Regions from separate parts of the Hordeum vulgare genome. Here region 1 is linked to region 2. A link is a contact called in public Hi-C data. All regions are on one chromosome and are shown on one strand. Each heading gives the region's core, a stretch centred on a gene start, on an enhancer-like site or on the middle of the called end of the contact. The rest is flanking DNA. Distances are from core to core; before and after follow the strand shown.

Evidence for each region. A called contact is a pair of places that touch in the nucleus more often than the background predicts.
Region 1: a contact with region 2 is called in a Hi-C map of leaf, with 4 times the contacts expected there. The contact joins the promoter of LOC123444827 here to the promoter of LOC123444809 in region 2. A contact is called at or near these places in 3 of 6 Hi-C or Micro-C datasets (leaf and seedling).

What each region holds. Positions count from the first base shown.
Region 1 is chr1H:455,689,435-455,693,857 of MorexV3_pseudomolecules_assembly, reverse strand. It overlaps LOC123444827 (protein RETICULATA-RELATED 5, chloroplastic-like), which reads left to right and starts at 1,336. Exons shown (of 7, transcript XM_045121685.1): 1 at 1,336-2,364; 2 at 3,289-3,418; 3 at 3,805-4,329. The coding sequence starts at 1,757. LOC123444836 (sorting nexin 2A-like) reads left to right here. Exons shown (of 5, transcript XM_045121696.1): 4 at 634-720; 5 at 821-1,102. The coding sequence ends at 901.
Region 2 is chr1H:455,476,476-455,481,020 of MorexV3_pseudomolecules_assembly, reverse strand. LOC123444809 reads right to left here and starts at 1,948. Exons shown (of 2, transcript XM_045121662.1): 1 at 1,731-1,948.

The DNA of each region.
Region 1 (4,423 bases), core at 87-2,586, 210 kb before region 2:
ATTGAGGATCACATCACCATGATGTGGGGTTGGTAGCTAACATGTAGTTAAACTATAAACAAAATATTGTTTGTTCGTAAGTACTTTTGCTATCTTTTCTGGTTGGCACACTTCTCATGAAAGCATAGCTACAGCTGAAAGGAGGGATAAGTTTTAGCTAGTGAAACTATCCACATATATTGTGTTAGTTGAGTTTTTGATGCAAAATTTGTCTCTTCAATTCTGTAAGAGCTTCCGGAAATTTATATGGCTGTTCAGGTAGATTAAGTATGCACACTAGGTTTCTGTGACGGCATATTACTTTGCTTTAACAGATCCCAGGGGGTGGTCTTTGTCTGTGTGGGCTTTCTAAGATCTTGTTTGTGGATCATTACATATGTGTGTCATTTTTTTTGGAGTTTCAACATGTATCTGCAGGGTCTGCAAACAAACACTGGCACAAACTGTAGGATCATCTTTTGAGTTAGAAAACGGGCGCAGGTTGATTTTTTGTGTGGACTTAGTACAACAAAATTTATAGGACTATAGGAATGCTAGGAGCGTGCGTTGCTAAATTTGGAACCATATTTTCATCCAAAAGAATTCTATTTTTGCCCTTTTGGCAATTACCTTTATCTATCTATGGTAATGCAGGAAAACAACATGACTGAAATTAAAAGATTTGACAAGGATAGGCGCCGGGATCTAATTGAGATGCTCAAAGGATTTGTAGTAAATCAGGTATGAATATACTGCACTATTTGACCGTGAAACGTGCCGCTGAAACCGCAACAGCATCATCATTCGACAAAAATAACCTCTTTTGTATAACCTTTTGCAGGTTTCGTATTCGGACCATTTTGCTAATATGTGGGGAAAGGTAGCAGAGGAAACTAAAGTATACGCAAACAGGGGCAACTGATGCATGCATGCAGATTTGGTGTACAGTAACTAGTATAGCAGTGCATTTTGATCTACTCCGTATTTATTTTGCCCCTGACTTTTAACACCGGCACAATCTTCCTTGCTCTCCCCAGTTTTGCCATTGTAATGCAACCTCCTGAGATATATACAATTGCGTGGAAAATCAATTGCGGTGAAACAAAAGTATTTGGTTTGTGCACACGCTACGATCTTTCTCTTGTGACAACATTGGAAGTAGTAGTATTTGGTTTGATTTGTGCGAGTGGTAGACACAACAAATCCAGTTTTCACACGCTGCTGAGTGCTGACTGGGATGGCTGACGAGCGAGTGGCTGGCTATCTTCCTTTGCTTATCCACATATGCATGTGCCGACCTCACTTGCCCACATGCACTTTTTTCTTCTTCTTCTGCTTTGCATAACCATTCGAAGCTGCTTGTCCACCTAATGTTTCCCTCGTCGCCTTGTGCACATGTCCAGTAGGGATCTTGTCGATGTGGATGGCCGGAAGCCAAGCTACATGATGCGGCTGAGTCCAACCATTGAAATCCTACCGTGGAGTTTATCCACCACCGAAATGGAATTTTTTGCTGGTTTTGATGTCGTTGAAATCCTACCATGCCACAAATTCGACTTTTTGTATTCAAATTCCAAACCAGTTTTATTCGTCATCGAAATTTCAAGTCCCCAAACGCCGGCACACAAATTCAAATTCCAACTGAATTTATCCATCACCACAAGGAAAGAGGGCTACCAGGGGAAGGAGAGAGTTTCACTGCACTACGCGCCAGAGAAGAGATCGTTGCCCACCGCCCCCCGCGGCCGCGGCGCTGCCGGAGAAGCGAGCTCCGAAAATGTCCCACGCGCCGGCCAGAAACGCCGCCGCCTCCTCCTCCTTCAAACCGCTCCTCCCGTCTCCCCGCTCCCGCCTCAGCACCAGGCCCCTCACCTCCGGCACCGCCCCCTCCCCCTCCTCCTCGTCTCCTCGCCGCAGCGTGTCCGCCTCGGCCTCCTCCCGCCGCGATTTCCTCCTTCTCATCCCCTCGCTCGCCGCCGCCTCCGCCGTGCTTCGCGCGGCCCCCTCCTCTGCCGCCGATGACCAGGCGTCCCCACCGCCTCCCGCCGAGTCGCCGCCCCCCGCCCCGCCTGCCCCGACGCAGGCGAAAGAGCCCGAGGGCGACGAATCGGCCGTGTCGAGGGTGTACGACGCGACCGTCATCGGGGAGCCGCAGGCGGTGGGGAGGGAGGCCAAGGGCCGGGTGTGGGACAAGCTGGCGTCCGCCAGGGTCGTCTACCTCGGCGAGGCCGAGCTGGTGCCCGACCCCGACGACCGCGTTCTCGAGCTCGAGATCGTCACCAAGCTCGCCGGCCGCCTCGCCGAGGCCGAGAGGCGCCTGTCCCTCGCGCTCGAGGCCTTCCCCTGCGACCTCCAGCAGCAGCTCGACCAGTTCATGAGCGGAAGGTACCCCCTTACTGTTTTACCTGTTTGCAACCGGATGACGAGATTCGCTGGAATAGGTGACGTTTGCTGTACATTGCGAGTTCATATTATGGTTCATTCAGGAGATTAGCGTGTGTGGAAATGAACTCTGATTGGGTCTTCTGAATTTGCGTCTTATCATAGAATGATAAGACCTGCTGTGCGTTAACTTAGCTATTGTCGTTAACCCTTTTACCAGGCTACTCTGTTCCATTTAATCTGTTTTTGTCACATTTTTTTTATTAGATGAAGTACACTTGGTGTCCACTTAATAGATGAATGAATAAGTTGTTTATCTTTTGCTCCTTAATGCCTTATTGTTATTATAAGAATGAGGGGAGTTATATGAGTTATATCTCTGTTCGTAAATAACAGCGCAGTGTTTCTATAACTATAAAAGTTATAGGGTTTCAGTGCTGATGGAGTTTAGTTGAAGTAATACCTTGATTTCACTTTCATGAAAAAAAAATCTATTATCCAGAAATGAAATGCATTCTTTGTTAGAAGGAAGAGAGGGATTGGTGGAATAGTTGTTGTATTGCTTGAGCCTCGTGGGCATATAGGAGTACATGATCATTTTGGAATTCAAGTCAAGGCATGAACAAATCCTAGTCTATCTACTGCCCCGGGGGCGGCACGCGGGGCGGAAGCGGTGGGCGGCGGCTACGTCTAGGAACTTGCAGCAGATACCATGTTAGAAGGGGGAGAGGGATTGGTGGAATAGTTGTTGTATTGCTTGAGCCTCGTGGGCATATATATAGGAGTACATGATCATCTTGGAGTACAAGTCAAGGCAGGAACAAATCCTAGTCTATCTATGTTTCCTAAACAACAACGCTACTCAACATTCTTGAGTGAGACCTCACTTCACTTTGATAATATTGTACAAGCTTATGCTTTATGTAGGATCAATGGCAGCACCTTAAAGTCGTACACGTCGCACTGGCCATCAGAGCGTTGGAAGGAGTATGAACCTCTTCTAAACTTCTGTCGTGATAATGGAATTAAGCTTGTTGCTAGTGGAACCCCACTGCAGGTGATTGATGGCTTCTATAATCTATTCACTGTCTGTTCAATAGTTTGCAGGAACTTTTGACATTTTATTACCAATACCATTGTGCACCAGCAATTCAAATTCTTCTAATTTCTTACATCTGCAGTTTTTCCTTGATACCTACGTGTTAATCTTATATCCATACTTTGCATTGCAGTTGTTGTGCCACATCCTGTGGAACAGTTTTCTGCAGCTTGCTGCACAACTGCTTTAGCAGGCATGAGCGCTATTGAGTACCTAGACAACTCAGCATATATTATTGAATGAGTCTAATACTGAAAACCATGATATGACTTGCATATTGTTATGTTGTGCATGCTTCTTAACCTATGAATACCAGTAGAAATTAACGTTCCCTTATTGACTAGGTGAAAAGAACTGTCCAAGCAGAGGGGATTGGAGGCCTTTCAAAAGCAGAAAGAAAGGAATATGCTCCTCCAGCAGGCTCTGGCTTCATTTCTGGTTTTAGGTCTGGCCGGTCATTCATAGAGAATATTACATCAACTCGTGACTCTCCTTTTGGTCCGAATTCATATTTATCAGCACAGGCAAGAGTAGTTGATGAATATACTATGTCTCAGATAATTATGAAAGAACTTAATGGTAGAGATCCTCCAGGGATGCTAATTGTTGTGGCGGGTGCAAGCCATCTTATATATGGGTCACGGGGAACTGGTGTTCCTGCTAGAGTATCTAAAAAGTTACCGAAGAAAGACCAAGTTGTGGTACTACTTGATCCTGAAAGACAGAGTATAAGGAGGGAAGGTCAAATCCCAGTTGCTGATTTCTTATGGTATTCAGCGGCTAAAACTTGCACTAGAAATTGCTTTGACCGTGCTGAAATTGCTAGAGTTATGAATGCTGCTGGCAGGAGGCCTGAAGCTTTACCCCAGGTATTTAATGAAAGCAGCCACGGTCAGATCTCTATTAGTAAAAAACTTCTGTAGCCAAAACTTTTCCTTATCGTCGCAGAATTGGATTTATATA
Region 2 (4,545 bases), core at 699-3,198:
CCTAAATATAAGTCTTTTTAAAATTTTAATAGGTGTCTACATACGAATCAAAATAAATGAATTTATACTTTAAAGTATGTCTATATACATCCGTATATTATTCTCTAGTGAAACCTCTTAAAAGACTTACATTTAGGAACGGAGGGAGTACATCACAAACCGACTATCGGATAGAGTTCAAGCAGCATGAAGGACACATCATATTCAAGCATTACTTACTCTGCATGAGCTATTCTATAAACACCACCCACATCATTCTATAATATTGCAGTTTTACAGGTGCAGTAGGTTGGTACCCCCAATGGATCCGATTTCTAGCTGTATCTAAAATTTTAGATGCTTTAAGTAGTTGCTTGGATAAAACTCTCAGCTTGTGTCTATTTGTGATATCTTTGAGTTCATATTGTCAAATGAATGCTGATCAATCCTAACATCTTAATCTTGTGGACCATGGGAAAAATCTTATAAAGCGTAGTATGTTTCAACAGCTGTTGCTATAAGCAACTCAATACATATTTTATCTATGTGCATCAACTGGAAGCTATAACACAACACAGCTGAATAACTCGGCACAGCACAGCCAGAGTTCATCGTTTAGTGGTGTTGTCAACCTAAGGTGAACACCATAAAAATCAACATCTCAAACCTCCATGAAATCTGAATTGCTTTCCCAACAGATTTTTGCGCTACTATATAAAATGTCAGCTGCTAACAGCAACAACAAACACATGTAACAAGTAGGCACTACACAGATACATCACAAATCGGTTCACGATATAGTTCAAGCAGCATGAACAACACATCATATTGAAGCATTACTTACTCTACATAAGTTATTCTGTAAACACCACCCACATCATTCTATAATGTTTCACTTTTATGAGTGCAGTAGGTAGGTACCCCCAATGGCTCGGATCTATAACTGTATCTGAAGCTCTAGATGCTTCAAGTAGTTATGTGGATACAACTCTCCCAATAGATTGTGTCTATGTTTGATATCTTTGAGTTCATATTGTCGCATGCATTATGATCAATCCTAACATCTTAATCTCGTGGCATGCTTTTGGTACCGCTTACCATGGGAAAATCTTATAAAATGTATGTTTCAAGAGCTATTGCTATCAAAACTCTAGATATAAGACGTTTTGGTAGTTCAACCGGGAGTACATATTTTTATCTATGTGCATCAACCGAAAGGTGTAGCACAGTTAGTTAAATAACTCGGCCGTTGGATTTATTAGAACGTCCAGATGAGTAAGACCAGACTGATAGTACAAAGATGCTATACCACATAGATAACCAGAAGACGGCCACATGCCAGAAACGCAGGGACGTCTAAACATTGCTATACACCACACAAGAAAATCTAACAATTTAGTGAATGAATGAATTGCCAGAGGGGAAATAGCTCGTACAAGCTCCTGAACCACGCCAAGTCGAATGCTAAATAAGTAGTACCCCTCTACGGGATAAGTCAATACCAGCACCACCACTCGTTGTTCAACAAACGGACCTGGCTGCTACGGGTAGCTCCGCGGCAACGGGCGCAGTCCGCGTGCTCGGCTCGGGGGCTGCGTAGCGGGGGTGGGGAGGCGGCGGGAGCAGCACCGGCTTGCCGCTACGGCGAAAGCCGAAGCCGTGAGAGCAACCAAATCAGAGGAACGGCGCGTCGGATTCAGCCAGATCCACGAGAGCGGCAGGGAGCAGAGGAAGGGGGGAGGAGCGCTCACCTGGCGCTCAAGCAAAGGCGCGGATCCTTGCCTTCCTCCCGCCGCCGCCGCCGCCGTGTCGGCTAGGCTGGGAAAGACAACGCGGAAGGTTCGGTCTGGTGCAGCCGCCGCGCGGGGACCCTGCTGTGGTGTGCTCGTGGGTGATAGGGAGGGTGGGGAGAGACGCGAGCCGCCGAGGGGAGGGAAGAGTCCACATGGCGGCTATGGATGGATGGCGCGTCTCTCCGTTCGGCTCGCCGTTAACGCCCATGCCTTTTCTCTCACTGCCTGTGAGCCCCACCCGACCGCGGCACGGCGACGTCGACGGCGAGTGTGACGGCGAGAAAAAAAAAAGGGCCGTTCAACGCGTGCCGTGGGAACACGCTCCTCCAGCGACGGGACGCATTTTTCTCTCTGGTTTTTTTGTCAAGTGCGTCTCTCTGTGAGCTTTATGGATGGATGGGTTAGGTGTAAACCGTTGGGCTGTTCCATTTCATTCGGTTATTAAAGTCCTTTGCATGCGGTACGTCTCGAAAAAGTTAGGTCATGACGGCGAGAAAGTGGAAATGGAGGCCTGGTTTTAAAAAGCCGGACCGGTGATGGAACCCATGAATCGAGCAGCTCTGCGTTTTATTGGTTAAGATTGTTGGTGCATTCTGTTCGAGATCGGTTTGATTGGCGCAAACTGTAATTTTGGAAGCACGTATTTCTCGGTCGGCTGACGGTATCGTATTTGCTTTTTTACATGCAAGAGTTTTTAGAGAGGAAACTTGGAACGAGCCCACCTTTGAATTAACATTGTCATTAACCGATTGGAAATTAGCACCAATGACATAAGCTACAGCGACGGAATGATACAAGGGGGTTGGGTAGATAGCTTACTACTCGACCCACATTACAAGCACAAGGAAGAACGGAGAAACAAGAGTCCTACTTGGGATGACAGCGGCTACTACATGCATGTAACCAAGGGTTGAAAGGAGGTGAAGCACGATGAGGGAAAATCTATTGCCAAAAGGACCCCAACCTGGATCAAACTTCACATATTCCTTATCTAGCGCCGAAGAGGGCCCCTACCCCCTCACCTTGGATCTAAGGATGTCGCACCGTTAGATTGTGTAGAGGCTCACCTGTCAGCAAGGAAACAACCGGCATCGAACCCCAAGCAACCTCAGAACAAGACCATCTACGAGCATGAAGAACACCGCACCCGTTACACCGGCACAACCCTGGCATCCACCTGTAGCAAGAAAGCTATCGTGGACAAGCGCTAAGAAGGACGACACAGACAAAGAAATGAATATGACTAGTAGCAGCGAGGCCCGAGGGATGTTGGAGCTCAAGTCGAAGTCGGGGGCGTAGAGCTTGTGGTGTAGGATGTGAGATCCTTCTCCCCATCTCTCATTATTTTTCTTCCTTCCCAAACCTTCATTGTTGCTCTCATGTGCTACTCAGGCATGTTGTGTCACCTTCAGTCATGGCTCCCGATGTCATTTGTCGATGGCGTCCCCTCAATGGCTTAGCGCACCATGCCACCTTGTCCTCCTCTTTCTATGGTGTGTGCCATTCTAACCTGCTCTCGGTCTCACCTACTTTGCTTCCTACCTTCGTTGGTTGCATACCCAACGAGTAGTTCCTCCTTAGAGCATCTACAACCAAACGCCCATATACGCCCCCAAACGTCCCGACGGACTACCCAGACAGAAAAAAAGGCATCCAACCGGCGGCCCTAAACGCAACCGAAACGTCCTAGGTGACCGATAATCCGCATGGCGGCTGCCACATCGGTGCCGCCTCACTCTGGGCCACCTTGACCCCGCATATATTCATCCCTATTCACACTCCGAACCAAATCCTAGCCACTCCACTCCCTTCAATTTCCAAGGTCCTATTCGGCGAGCCAGCCTTCTCCGACATGATGGGCAGTGGATACTACTCCAAGGTTGTAACACCCCCTGGATTATTAGCTACAGTAGCGACCAAGCTACAATGGTCACAAGATTAACCTAATCCCTTTTTGGATAAACAGTGTTTAATCACTTTTAAATCATATCTCATTTCAAATTCTTTTTGAAATTCAAAATTCTTTTAACAAGTGGTTTAAATATTTTTGCAAACATGAAAACTAAAATCATGGTTTAATTCCAAATATTCTTTAAGTATTTGTCAAAATGTAACCAACATTTTTGTGAGTATCTAAGTGCATCAAAACAATTAAAACCGAGGCCAAAACTATTATTTAAATGCCTTTTAAATTGTAGAAATTCCAAAGTAATTTAATTATTTCTTAAACATTTCGTGGGAGTGCCTCATTTTGCAATATGAATAATGAACCTAGTTGATATTTTATAAAAGTTAATTGGTAATAAAATTAACTTCAAAATAGGAACAAATATAGAAAGATAAATAAAAATAAAATACCTAAGATATTGTGCCACTAGACCTAAGTGCTATAGTGCATTGTGGCCGAGTCCACCAGGGCCTTCTCCTTCCTCTCAACACAGGAGGAAGCACAACCACGGTGTGGCAGCCATTGAGGGCGCCTCGCCATGGATAGCCTCCACGTAGCCCCTCCTCGGACCTACAAATATGTCCCCCGGAAACCCGAGATCACCCTCGTCCGTTCCCCCCTCAACCCCACTTCGCCTCCCTCTTCTTGTCTCAATTTTGATCTCGGATTCGGTGCGAAGACTGATACTTGTGATTTGCGTTGGGTTTTCCATGAAGAGGAACGGGTTATTGCAGCACAATGTGGGTAAGCATTTCACTCAGTTATGAAATCAAGGTTTATCGAACCAATAGAAATATCAACCACAACCGTCTTCAACAGCTACAC